Regions from separate parts of the Sus scrofa genome. Here all the other regions are linked to region 1. A link is a contact called in public HiChIP or PLAC-seq and promoter capture Hi-C data. All regions are on one chromosome and are shown on one strand. Each heading gives the region's core, a stretch centred on a gene start, on an enhancer-like site or on the middle of the called end of the contact. The rest is flanking DNA. Distances are from core to core; before and after follow the strand shown.

The links. Promoter capture Hi-C pulls out the DNA fragments that hold promoters and counts their contacts. HiChIP or PLAC-seq counts read pairs in DNA pulled down with a chosen protein or histone mark.
Region 2: a contact with region 1 is called in an H3K27ac HiChIP or PLAC-seq map of alveolar macrophages. The contact joins the promoter of XRCC5 here to the promoter of SMARCAL1 in region 1. A contact is called at or near these places in 1 of 5 promoter capture datasets (liver), 6 of 47 Hi-C or Micro-C datasets (alveolar macrophages, brain, embryonic fibroblasts and 2 more) and 1 of 2 datasets of contacts at active chromatin or transcription factors (alveolar macrophages).
Region 3: a promoter capture Hi-C map of fetal liver shows a contact between it and region 1, with 2.8 times the contacts expected there. The contact joins the promoter of TMEM169 here to the promoter of SMARCAL1 in region 1. A contact is called at or near these places in 1 of 5 promoter capture datasets (fetal liver) and 1 of 2 datasets of contacts at active chromatin or transcription factors (alveolar macrophages).
Region 4: a contact with region 1 is called in an H3K27ac HiChIP or PLAC-seq map of alveolar macrophages. The contact joins the enhancer-like site here to the promoter of SMARCAL1 in region 1. A contact is called at or near these places in 2 of 5 promoter capture datasets (fetal skeletal muscle and liver), 18 of 47 Hi-C or Micro-C datasets (alveolar macrophages, blood, embryonic fibroblasts and 10 more) and 1 of 2 datasets of contacts at active chromatin or transcription factors (alveolar macrophages).

Annotation. Positions count from the first base shown.
Region 1 is chr15:118,626,179-118,629,668 of Sscrofa11.1, reverse strand. It overlaps SMARCAL1 (SWI/SNF-related matrix-associated actin-dependent regulator of chromatin subfamily A-like protein 1), which reads right to left and starts at 1,935. Exons shown (of 21, transcript XM_021076244.1): 1 at 1,849-1,935; 2 at 905-941; 3 at 1-489. The coding sequence starts at 431.
Region 2 is chr15:118,353,357-118,356,949 of Sscrofa11.1, reverse strand. XRCC5 (X-ray repair cross-complementing protein 5) reads right to left here and starts at 2,007. Exons shown (of 21, transcript XM_003133649.5): 1 at 1,852-2,007. The coding sequence starts at 1,872.
Region 3 is chr15:118,334,288-118,337,497 of Sscrofa11.1, reverse strand. It overlaps TMEM169 (transmembrane protein 169), which reads right to left and starts at 1,583. Exons shown (of 3, transcript XM_005672176.3): 1 at 1,452-1,583. It overlaps PECR (peroxisomal trans-2-enoyl-CoA reductase), which reads left to right and starts at 1,612. Exons shown (of 8, transcript XM_021075117.1): 1 at 1,612-1,863. The coding sequence starts at 1,740.
Region 4 is chr15:118,280,673-118,283,897 of Sscrofa11.1, reverse strand. No RefSeq gene overlaps it. Among named protein-coding and RNA genes, the nearest start is that of MREG, 8.6 kb to the right of the region's middle. Within about 2 kb of position 1,372, at least 4 of the 83 cell types and tissues checked have an H3K27ac peak or open chromatin away from gene starts, as enhancers often do. A contact at or near this core is called in alveolar macrophages, where this site is marked.

The DNA of each region.
Region 1 (3,490 bases), core at 686-3,185:
AAGAGCTGTTGGCTGGGGACCTCTGGAGGACTGTGTGCCAAGGGAGGGGAGATCCCAGCGACAGTCATTTGACTTGGTAGGCGGTGGCTCAGGCAGGCTGTGGGCACCTCTTCTTCCTTCTTCCATGTCCCCTTTGCCTGTTCGGAGGTACTGAGTTGAAAACTGGGGGAATTTTGAGGTCTCTGGTCACCATTAGTTGAACTCAGGGGATTCTGTTGCTTGAAAATGATACCATGGCTCCCTGACTTAGAAGGATCCTGGGGGAGGTTTTGGAAAGGGCCCTGCTTGGACTGGGAAGATGTGGCAGCAATGGAGGAGCCAGAGCCTGTGTTCTGATGCTGTCCTGCTAATTTCTCAGCTCTACGGGCCAGAGCCTTTTGCCGATTCTCCTCAATTTTTTTCCTCTGCTCCTCTGTAAGAGGCAAGGACATTTTAACAGGGAAATGCTGGCACAGGAATGTCAATTTTCTATCAGAAACTTGGCAAAACCTGAGGAAGGAAAAACAGTAATGAAATAAACATTAAATGTATTTATTTGTTACCTCGATTTTAACAAGCTTTTGTCGCACGAAATGTACAAGGAGTACAACCAAAGGAAATATTAAAGTTTCTTTTATAATTAAACATACACACACACACACACACACACACACGGACAGTATATAGCATATGCCAAAACCCATGATCCTGACAAAAAGGCAAAAAGCAAGGTCATCAAATCCAAAGCTGAAAAGGTAGTTCAACAGCAATATTTTTCTCCCTCTCATCCACTAGTCAACATGAGTTATCGGATCCCAAGAAAGTTATGCAATGCAACCTAAATCCATCAAATAATGAGAAAGGTGACATTTCAAACTAGAAAGGATATTGGATTGGACAGACATAGACCAAAACAACCACATACCATGGCGTGATGCTTGCTAAAATAGCCTCTTGCCAACCTGGAAGAAGGAAAAAAGCATTAGCATCACAGAGACTGTACCCTAAAATTCAACCCTCAAATTCAATCCTTATACCATTCCTGGCAAATCAGCCTGCAACTAGTCAAGTGCAAGCTTTAGTGCCTGCTGTCTAAAACTCACTGCCATGGAGCAATTGAGTAACTCTTTTGGAAAAATAAGAAGGAAAAAAAATATATTCTCATTGTACAAATTCGAATGTTACAAAAAGATGTAAAGAATAGAGTAAAACTAATTTGCAATCTCACCATCTATCAATAATCACTGTTCATAGTTTATAGTATAATTCTGAATTTTTTCTATTCATAGCCATAGTTACACGCCATGTATTTGGGAGGTAGATGAATTTACTACAAAATATGATCATTACATATGTTCTGTTTTGTACCCTGATTTTTTTTTTCCAATTAATTTTCTTAGGTCATTTTTCCATGAGCTGAGCCACTTCTGCAATATTTCTAGACCCAGAGCGCTGGACACCAAATTTCTCTGGCTTGGTTCAGAAGAAACAGTCTCCATTCAATGTAACGCCACATAATGTTTACAACAGTGACATGGGGGAGGAGGAGCCCTGAGAGGAGCCTGGGGTAAAAAGGTTTCCTTTCTGCTAGGACCCTCTTTGACCAGAACCCCCAAATCCCGACACCTTCCACTTCCTCCAACCACCAGCAATTAACAAGCGGTTAGGGAAAGGCTTTGTCCCTGGCCCGGCTGAAGTTCTCAGGCTCCCGGGGTAAAACATTCCTGCCTAACTTTACAAGCAGGGCGCTTCGGCGCCCCCAAATGCTCCAGGTCCAAGGCCCGGTGCGCTGCCTCCACTAGCCAGGGGAGGCGAGGCCATGGGATGATGAAGTCCCTTGATCAGCCCTAAACCATAAAGCCATCCCACCGCATGGACGCCCCTCTTCTTTTTGCTGGGACCTGTGTTCCACCCGGTCTGGGGGGACGCCACTGCCACTCTTATCACCTTCACTTGGATTCACCCTTCCGGTCGGCCCACTCCCTGCTGCAGGGAAGCATTTGGTCTCGTCCGCCTCCGCCACCTACCTCCCAGTTTAACCGTCTCACCCGGTGAGGCCTATAATGCGAACCACATTCGCGGCCGACCCCGAAGCTAGGTGCGTCTCCAGAGCCCTCCCGAGCCTCTCTTCCGAGTGGACTGTTAGGCGCGGGTTCTCGAGCGCTGCGAGTTCGCTCGCCTTATTTCAGCAATCGGGCCTGGGAGGTGGTCGGGGTGATGGAGTCGCTCACCGAGGAACTACACTTCCCAGGGGGCAAGGCGGCCCCCACTTACGCTTCAAAGAGTGAGTCATGAGACGGGAAACCCGAGCTGTGCTGCAGGGATTCGTAGTTTAAACCTGGAGCCTGGCGAGACGCAACGTCGTGGGCGGGAGGGGGGGAAATGATGCACCCTGGGAAGTGTAGTCCTCGGCTCCCTCAAAAGTTTTAGCAAGTACCCGGATTCTGAAAGCCTGGGTTGTTGAGGTATCCAAACTGGAGTGTCTATGTCAGAGTTGTCTCCAAAGGGCTTCCCAGGCGGGCAGATGGATTTGGTAGCTCTTAAAAAATATATTTCTTGGGGCATCCATTCCTGATACTGATAACCTTGCAGTTTAAGCTCCACCCGCTGTTCCAATCCTGACCTGACCTTCCTGGACAAAAAGAGAATTAACATTGTCGTCATTGTCATATCGTCATCATCATTGCCATCATCAGCCATTGTGCTGAACATCTAATGTGAATCATCTCATTTAATCCTCACTGCAACCTGATGGAACACGCACTATTCAAATCCTCTTTTACAGAAAGGAAACCTGAGCAGTTAACTTTTTCAAAGCCTTGTTAGGCTATTTGTGTTTCTGATTCCGAAGCCCATACTCTTGAGAGAAAAGTATTAGGCTGACACTCTCAGAACCAGTCTACCCCGTTTCTGAGCACCAGCACCTCTCCATTCCATAATCAACTCACTATTAAATATTGGTGGTAAATATAATATTTCCCTGGGGAGGGGGAGGGAATGGGATGGACTGGAAGTTTGGGGTTAGTAGATGCAACTATCACATTTGGAGTGGATAAGCAATGAGATCCTGCTGTGTAGTACAGGGAACTCTATTCAGTCACCTGTGATGGCACATGATAGAGGATAATGTGAGAAAAAGAATATATATATCTATATATATCTACACACACACATATATATATCCTTTTTATAATATATGTATATATAACTGGGTCACTTTGCTGTACAGCAGGAATTGACAGAGTATTGTAAATCAATTATAATAAAAAATTTTAAATATATAATATTTCCTATCATCAGGGTACACGTGAGTGTTGCTATCTGTTTTTAAACATGATTGTCTTTGTTTTTAACTCACTTTGTTTTTAAACAAAGAGGTAGAGCTCTACTTAAGGATTTGGAAAAACAGCCAAGACATACTATTAGGAAAAACAAAGCACAGCAATGGGTATATTTTGATCTATTAAAAAAATCCTTACCTATCAGTGCTCGTAAACTCTGCTGATCCTGT
Region 2 (3,593 bases), core at 758-3,257, 270 kb after region 1:
ATTTGACTCCATATAAGGGAGAAAAAAATAATACTTAGATGTGGTCAGTGAAAGAACTACTGTTTTCTGAAGCAGTGCTCTCCTGACCCGATGTTATAAATGATTTCTAATTTGGTTACATCTTGAGCAGGGCAAGAAAAAAAAAATGGAAAGACAAGGTTTTTCCCTAGTTTACAAAGAATTAAACATAATGCATTAATATGAAGATATTTCTAGATTACAAAGAGCATGTCTGGAGAAAGAGTAGTAATAAACTCCAAAATTCCTTTGAGAACAATAAAATTCACAAACTCATTTCAAGGCTGAGCATAAAAATCTTTAGAGTCCCCAAATATGGTGCTGCATTTATTTATGTTCATAAAAGCTACTTTTAAGCCAGAAAACTCTAAATCGGAGGCCTAAAGGTCTTTTGCCGAGAATAATCAGGTATCCAAAAAAAAAAAAAAAAAGGTACCAAAGGTTTTCACAGTATGGAACCTCTTATCTGAAAGCAGAACACCTCATGCAATACCTCAAGTTCCTTTCTGGCAGCAGTAGAAAACCAGGAAAAAGAAATGGGGCAGCACCACAACTCTCCATTTATACACTGAAGCAATACAAGCCATTGGAATTTTGCTGCAAGTCTACCTGCTATAAACAGCTGCTTCATTAGAGCTGAAAGAGGTACAAAGGAGGTGAGTGGCATATTTTTGCAATCATTTTAACCAGTATTTCCCTATGAGGGGACTAGGAGTCAGCTGCTCAAACTCCTACCGTGTTCATTTGTAGGATGCCTAGTTAAAGGCCTACTTTTTGGATGGATGGATGATTTAACAACTCCCTGGAACACACCTCCCTCTAGAGACCCTTCAGAGAACTACCCTTCTCTGCCTACACTGAAAAAACTTCTAAAATTCATAAAGTTATTAATCTGGGACACTGAGGATTATACCTTCATTCCTAACAAAAGAGAGTCTTTTGAATTCCAGGGCTCTAAAAGTAGAGAAAGCCTGTGTTCAAATCACATTCTACCACTTGTGGACTGAGTGATCTTGGGCTAATCACCTTTCTTTCTTTAAGCCTCGCATTTCTCCCATGTAAACTGGGGATATAAATCTTCAGCTCATGGGTTTGTTGTGAAGATTAAATGAGACAGGAATAATGCATTTAGATCAGTGACTCACCAGAGTAAGCTTTGAATAAATATGGAAATATTAGATTATTAGAGAGGTGGAAATATTAGACTATTATAGAGGTAAAGCTATAGTTTTATATTTCCATTTATTCTACTTACACTCCCTTTTCTGAAGTTTTATGGAGGTTCCCAGGCTAGGGGTCTAATCTGAGCTGTAGCTGCCAGCCTACGCCAGAGCCACAGCAACGCAGGATCCGAGCCGGTCTGCGACTTACACCACAGCTCACCGCAAGGCCAGATCCTTAACCCACTGAGCAAGGCCAGGGATCAAACCCGAAACCTTATGGTTCCTAGTCAGATTCGCTAATCACTGAGCCAGGAGGGGTACTCCCTTTCACAGATTTTTTTTTTTAACTCAGGCTCCGAAGTAATGGAGGAGTCTGGGGTAGGCTGCGATAGTGCTGCGGAGAGAAGGCGTGGGATGGGAGGCAGGATAAGGACCCGTGGGGAGAAAGCGGTGGGGGTGGGGAGCGGGCGAGGCTCAAATTCCCATCTTAAGACTCCAAATCCCCAGTCTTTCTCCGCGCATCCTGCGACCAGGCCCTCCTGACCCAGCCCACCACCACCATCTCCCCTCCTCGCTCCTTAGAACCGCCTGGATCCAGTGATTCCTGCCTCCGAACCACCTTTTCCAGACCCTCAGCACAGGCAAGGCCCAAACCTATTGCTCCTTCTACCTTATTCCCCCACCGCGCCATGTTGCTGGCCCGCCAGCGCCTCAGCAGTCTCTTCCGAGCCGGAAACCGCGGCGCTGAAACTCTGTTCCGCCGGCCTTGGCGCTGGAGGCTCGCGGGAAGAACCACTTCCCGCGGAGCCTGGGAAGGGCGGGGAAACTGTGCGTCGAAGCTCTGCGCATGCGCAGATTCCATTCCTTGCTCGCTGGCTGAGCTTTGAAGCCCAAGCATTTAGCAAGTCTCAAGAAGTGGGTTGATGGGAATGACTTGGAAAGATACACTTTCTTTTTCTCACATTGAGAATTAACAACTCCAGCGTTTTGTGTTAGAGATCTGAAGTTAGATTGATTTGAATATGAACATGAATCCAGAAAATCACTGAACATCTCTAAAATCATGTTTCTTTTAAAAAGAGGAGTAATGAAAGGTTTAACAGATGCGATGACTTTAGAACCAATCCTGAAGGAAAAGCAGTTTTTCGGGCAATCGAAAGTGGAAAGAGCATTCTTCTTTGAAGAGGAGATTGCACGCATAAAGGCCTGGAGGCATGAAACAGCAGCTATTAAAGATATCCCAATACTTTGTCTTGGAGCCAGATTAAACCAAACTTCAGACCTGCTTATTTTACCAAGAATTGGCAGTTCCTGAACAATGATTGCCCTGACTACATTTTGATTTTGTTAATCCTCAATGCACACCCTATCTTGGAACTTTCTCATCTTCTCCTCCTACACCTCCCATGTAGCCTGCTGCTAATCTTGACACAGTTTTCTTCAGCCAAGAGCCCTATAAAACCTACCACCTCCCAGCCCCAAAAAACGCCTGAGCCTTCTCTCAGTGCTCCTGGCCACTAGCTGATCAATAAACCTACTTGAAGCCTCAATGCTTGGGACTCTCTGTCTCTATTCAGCTCCAAACCTATAGCCATTTCTTGCTCTTTGGAGAGTTTCTAGTTTGGAAGGAAGTGAGGTTTACTTTCAGAAGAGGAATCTAGGGAGATATCCTAGAAGTGGTAGCTATCAATTACGGTGCCTGACAGTCTCACAGTCCCCTTTCAAAGGAAGCTGGCTGTCTAGCCTGCAGACCTTGCCCATTTGAGGGAGTCAGGTCCAAGCTAAACTTTGCACAGAAAAATCTATCTATATCCATGGGCTTTGATATCTACAGATGTCCTAGGATCAAGCCCCCACTGATGCCAGAGACAATTGCACTGCATTCCTGGTCAAGTAGAGCATTTATAGGGTCACAAAAGTGATCTAAATTTTGGACTGCTTCATGTCGCAACAGAAGAAAGGGTGGGGGAAAAAACTGTAACTGCAATGTATACATCTAAGGATAACCTGACCCCCTTGCTGTACAGTGGGAAAATAAAAAAAAAAAAAATTTTGGACTGCTGACATGGCTCTTGGCAGGAGTGTCTCCATCTTAGGCCTAGAAAGTTTTTCAACAGGCTTGTGTTAATAATTGAATTAACTGAAGAAGAGAAAACTGTGTTGGCCATTAATCTTTTGCAACATTATAAAACTTAAGCCCTGGATGGCCATGAATGATACAATAAAACTTTAAAGTCACCTAAAATTAGCTCTTTTAAAGATTCAGAACCTTGTTTTTATTGAAAATCATGGAGAACAGGAGTTTTATTCCCCCTTGGACTTGAACTGAGATGAAGGGTGGTACCTAATATCAATGGACAAAATAGCCTGGAAACTCCACTGTCACCATACTGGATCAGACATGATTTACCC
Region 3 (3,210 bases), core at 334-2,833, 290 kb after region 1:
CCATGAAGGGAACTCCTGATGGTATAATTTTTTTAAAAAAATTGGTCATAACTAAATAACTAACATCAGTAGTAGGAATGATTCCTTAATAAACTATCCAGCCAACGGGAAGCAGAAGACATAGCTTCCCTTCTTGAAAGGAGTGTAGACTGGAATCGGTCAGCAATAAAGAGGGAGGGTTAATTGTTTTTCAAAGGAGGTCAGATCAGAGGAGGGTGGGGGATGGAGGAACTGAGAGGAAGTGATATCTAATTCCACTCTAAAGGAGACTCATTTCCAATTCACTCTATGATAACTAGGTGGTGAACCCAACAAAAGAATGATGGCATCTGCTAGCTTTTTAGCTTTTTTTTTTTAAAGGGCCGCATCTGCAGCATATGGAGGTTCCCAGGCTGGGGGTGGAATCAGCCCACAGCTACAGCAAGAGAGAGCCAAGCTGCTTCTGCAATCTACATAATAGCTCACTGCAATAACAGATCCTTAACCCACTGAGCAAGGCCAAGGATCAAATCCTCATAGATCCTAGTTGGGTTCATTTCAGCTGAGCTACAACAGGGACTCCGTTTGTTTGCTTTTACATTATTTTAATACCTTGCAGGGGAAATGCAATACTCTAACAGTAGATTTAGAAATGGTATCCTGCCTGGATGGTTAAGACACTTGACACATTCCCTAGATCTGCCAAGTTCTCAGGCAAAAGCTCACCTGGTCGGTCCAGGTATAATTCCTCTCTGGTGGATTGCCAGTACGAAGCGAGATGAATTTGAGCAATAAATCACTGTAAATGGGCGCCAAAATACACATGAGAAATTTCCCCCGTCTTCAAGAGGCTCACTCCCCTGCATAAGGAATGAACTAGAAGGGAGGATATCAAACACCCACCTACAGATGTGTTCCTGCAGGAAGCATACACCCTTTAAGGAAAGATCCTCTTTTGGACTCATCAATTTGTGCAGTCCAACTGAAATGGAGCAAATCTCCAATCTGATAAAAGTTGCTTCTTCCCTTTATTCCTGGGTGAGGGGAAGGAGACGAGGTGGAGGTGGGCTCGAATTTTCTTTTAAAATCATTTATTATCTCGGTTCTCTGGATAACTGCAACTGTATTTCCCCCTCCCCCTGCTCATTCCCATCCCTTCCGGAGGATGAAGCTAGATTTCCTCCCCCTTAGCTGAGGCTGCTCCTTTTTTCCCCTTCTAGCCGCACACAGCAGCTGGAACCAGAGCATCATCGCTCGACATCCAATGCGGGAGGGCGCAGCAAGGCCCCCGAGCTGCAGCCTCTTTTCTCGGATGCACTAGAGATTTAATTTTAATTAATGGTGAGAGCCATAGCACAGAGGATTGAATTTTTCAAAATAGAATACACTCTCGCTTTTTATCTTCTTTCCTTCCCCGGTCCCCCAATAGCATCAAAATCAAATACGCAAACACACGGAACAAGGAGTCTCACCTACACGTCCACGGGACAGAGGCTGGCATTGGGTGCCGAAGGTCAGGACACCGCCGGGGGCAGTGTTCCTGAGCAGAGAAGACAGAGAGAACCGCGCGCGGGGCGGGGCGGGGCGTCCGGGTGTCGGGAGAGGGTGGGGGGGAGGCGGAGGGAGGACTTGAGAGCCGGGAGGGGCGGAGTCCTGGAGGTCACGTGGGTTTGTGGCCTCAGCCCTATCCACTTTTTAAGCGGCGGCGATCCTGTGAGCTAAGCTAGCATTTGCTTGGGTTACGCTAACGGTTCGCAGCCATGAGCTTTGGGGTCAAGGGCAAAAGCTTCCTGGCAGCAGGCTGTCTACAGCACCAAGTGGCCGTCGTCACTGGCGGAGGCACAGGCATAGGAAAGGCCATCACCAGTGAGCTCCTGCATCTGGGTGTGTGAGCTGGGCCCTGGACTACGGTACCCAGAGAGGGGGGTGGGTCGGCGGGATCCTGTGAGACTGGGGTAACCTGGGGTCGGAGGCTTAGGGGAGCATGAGGTTGCAAAGCAAAAAAGTATCGGTATGGGTGAAATTAAAACCGCGAGGGATAGAGGAGAGAGAACTCTTCCAAAAAAGTTGTGGAGAAGCGTTGAATGATTAACCACCATTTGTAAACTAAAGGGAAAGTTTGGAGCCAAAGGTATTGTGCCGGAGTTGGGAATTAAGGAAACTTGTGGAAACTTGCTATGGAATTCATTATGAATGTGTATGTAAACTTAATTCATTCTAAAAAAATGTTTTTTAAGTAAACAATTCATTCTGTTTATTGCCTGATGAATGATTAGGAAACATTGGGAGACTTCATTTAATGGAAAAGGTTGTAACATATCGAGAGGCTCCTATCATATCATCTTTAATCTCTGGTGATATTTACCTTAACATGGGTGAAGACAGGAGTTTGTAAGCACATAAAAAAGGAAGGAAACCGCAAAGGGGGAAACAGGTAAATTTACCTATACGAAGATGTAAATCCTCATTGAATTAAAAACGTAAAGTTTAAAAGCACATGAAGATAAACATTTCCAATATACAACAAATGTATTATATAAAAGAGATCTCACAAAAAAATAAGGAAAGTATCTAACACACTGATAGAAAAATAGGCCTATGATATGGGTCAAGTCTTTCAAATAAAGAGATAAAAATAGACAGTGGGAAACTAGTCTAAAATTGACTATGGGGAAATAGTCAACTTTTGGGACAATGAAATGTAAAATCTAACAGTAAAAAGGTGCCATTATTTTCCCAACAGAATTGTAAAACTTGGAGAAAATGAAAGTGTTGATGAGGAAGTGAGAAGTCAGGCCAGAATGTAAATCACAAGCTTTCTAGAGGTCACTTTGGGGGAAAACATCCAAAAGTTAACAGTATTCACGCTGTATGACCTAGTAATTCCTCTCTCAGGACTTTGCTCTTAGTAAATGGTGAGGCAAGCACAAATATGTGTTGACTAGTGAAACATTACAAATGCAATGATTAAATCAGTACAAGGAAATATGCTGCTATTTAAACATCTTGCAATGGAAGACTTTATGTTGTCAAGTGCACACCATGTAAAAAAGCAGAATTCTAAGCAAAAGATGACATTACAATTTAATCATTAATGAAAAACATATATGCAGAAAAGACTGGAAAGACATTTAATATTAACGGCAACTACTTTTTCTGAAAATGATTTGAATTATAAGTGGTTAAATTGTCCTCATTTTTCAGATTTTTAAAATGAACATGTAAATTGTC
Region 4 (3,225 bases), core at 123-2,622, 350 kb after region 1:
TGTGGTTGTCTGTTGACAGATTGGTAGGATCTGGGCTTAAGTTAGGGCAAAGATTTGGGGCTTTTCATAGCAAATAAGAATGGTGGTCATGTTTTCTGTATTATTATTTCTTTAATGTATGCATTCTATTTTATGACTTCATATCACCTTGTATACAGCAGGTACTTGGTAAACGTTTGCGGAAGTGAGTTTAATCGGATTAGGAACAAATGTCGCATGACTGATGGGTCCAGGTTTATGTTTAATTTTAGCTAGGTATAGTATGGCGACTCTTTGGAGAGTGCAGAATATTTGGGATTATAGAGGGAGGTGGTTTTCCAGAGGTGGAAAAGAGCTAATTCCAGATCACATCTGAAGATATGAGAATTGAGGCTGTTGTGGGCATCTGAAAAGTGTTGGTTGTAGCAGGATTGGTAGCTAAGACAGCAGAGTTAGACAATGGAAGGTAGTTAGATGTGGGAATACAGTTAGCCATGTATGACAGGATAGTGAGCTAAAGGAGTATAGTTAGGCATGGCAGGATAGTTAGCTATGGGAATATAGTTAGGTATGGCAGGATAGTTAACTGTGGGAGTACAGTTAGGTAGTTATGGGAGTACAGTTAGTTATAGCAGAATAGTTAGTTAGCTATGGGAGTATGGTTAGGCATCACAGTGTTGTTGTTTTTTGCCTTTTTTTTTTTTTTTGTCTTTCTTTTTTTAGGGCTGCACCAGCAGCATATGAAGGTTCCCAGGCTAGGGGTCCAGTCGGAGCTGTAGCTGCTGGCCTACACCAGAGCCACAGCAACGCTGGATCCGAGCTGAGTCTGCGACCTACACCACAGCTCACGGCAATGCTGGATCCTTAACCCACTGAGTGAGGCCAGGGATGGAACCTGAGTCCTCATGGATACTAGTAGGTTTTGTTGACTGCTGAGCCATGACAGGAACTCTGGCAGTGTCATTGAATGTGGAAAAATTAGGAGCGAGCTAAGGAAAGGCACGTTGCAGGAAGCAAGGTGATGAGTTGGGGCACAGAGGAAACTTTCGGTTTCATAATTTTCCAGTTTTTGCTCTGGGTAGTGCTCTGAGGATGAGTACTGTTTATTTTTCATCTTTGATTCCCCAAGAAGTTGAGCATGGAGGCATGTGTATAAAGTCTACACTCAAAAAGTATTTGTGAAATTGAATAATTCTAAGTGGTCACCCTTGACTGTGAAGGGGTGGGGTAGAAGCTGACTGACCAACAAATGCTTTGTTAACAGCAATGATTATATCTAGCATTTATAGGTGCATCTACTTTCCAGAAACCAAAGGAGTGCTTTGTGTATTACCTCACCTAATCCCGACTGCAGCCACCAGGGGGCGCTGTGATACCAGAGTCCTGCTCTTAATGGCCATGCCACTGGTTCTCAAGTGCAGTTTGCTGGGGTTGCCATAACAAAGAGCACTCACACTTGGTGGCTTATGCAACATAAATGCAACCATTTTCTCATGGTTAGGGAGCTGGAAGTCCAGGATTAAGGTGGCGGCAGGGTTGATCTCATTCTGAGCGTCTCTCCTTGGCTCACCAATGGCCATCTTCTCGCTTTGTCTTCACAAGGTTTCTGTCTGTGTCTGCATTAATCTCCTCTCCTTATAAGGAGACCAGCCATGTTGGATTAATGACCTCCTTTAACCTTAATTACCTCTTTATGGGCCCCACCTTCAAGTACAGCCATGTTCTGAGGTACTAGGGGTTAGGACTTCAACAAAGGAATTTTGGAAGGACACAGTTCAATTTATGACAGCACGCTTCAGAATTCCCAAGCCTTAGAAGCAGGGCCAGAGCTAGGGTGAGGGAAGTGAGGGGCTAGGGTGTGACATTTCCGGACCTGTTCACTCTCAGGGTTGCACAGGTGCAGGGTCTGCCCCACAGTGAGCACCCCCTCGACTTGCTGCACTCCAAGCACCTCATTAGCCTCACCCTAGTCCCAGCCTTGCTTGGCAGCCTGATATGATGGCAGATTCTGGGGCCCCCACTCCTGAGCTTAGAATTCAGAGGATCTCAGGTAGGGTCTAGAATCTGGAGTTTCAGGAAGCACCCCTAGGGATTCTAATGCAGGGATTTAAGATCACCCTTTTCAGAAACTCTGCCTGTGCCAAAACCCTCATAGGAGAGGTCCTTCACATCAGAGAAGTAATTTCCTTTTTTTTCCCTTTTTCAGACCTCATCCACAACATATAGAAGTTTCTAGGCTCGGAGCCATCAGAGCTGCAGCTACTGGCCTACACCACAGCCACAGCAACGCCACATCCTACACTGTATCCTTAACCCACTGAGCGAGTCCAGGAATCGAACCTGCATCCTCATGGATGCTAGTCAGATTCTTAAACCACTGAGCCACAGGGGAACTCCTTCAGTGAAGTAATTTCTGTCTTTCTCTTTGGTTTAGGGAGTAGATGTTGCTGAACTTGCCCAGTACTTGTCTAAATTTTTAGGGACTGCAGTGGGGTTCTAAATTCCTTCTGGTAGAGAGCTTCCATGCTCCAAGTTGCTGAATTGGACCTGAAAGAACCATGGGCTGGCTTTTCTCTGTGGAGTGCTTTCTGTCCATTCCAGATGGCACATGCAACCATGTTTGGACCAGTGTGTCAGCTGCTGCCATTCTTGAGTATAATTGACAAACCTTACCAGCATCCACTCCCTTTTCTGTGGCTTCATTTTATTTTCCTTAAGAAACTCTCCCACTTTTAGTCCAACTGGCTTCCTTTTTCTGTCTCCCCCATCCTCTTCACTTGAGCACTACGGAGGTGCACAAGAGACTCAGTGTGAGTACCCTCCCTCTGAAAGAGCAATTGCTTCCATTTCAGGCCAATTAACATTGGACCCAGGCCTGTTGATCAGCTGGGAAGGAGATGTCTCCTCCTGCTGAGATTAGCAGCAGAAAAGATGGTGAAATCCAGGGCTACTTGAGGGCTAAGAAGGTCATCAGCTCAGAGTCCAGAGAGGAAAAGAGAGTGTCTTAGTCTGTTTGGGTTGCATAACAGAAATTCTATAGATTGAATGGCTCATAAACAACAGAAATTCATGTCTCACAGTTCTGGAGGCTGGGGAAGGCCAAGATCAAGGCACCAGTAGATTCAATGTCTGGTGAGGGTCTTCTTCCTGGTTCATACACAGCTATCTTCTCTCTGTGTCCTCACATGGCAGAGGAGTAAGGGTGCTCTCTGGGATCTCCTTTGTAGGGTTCTAATCACATCCATG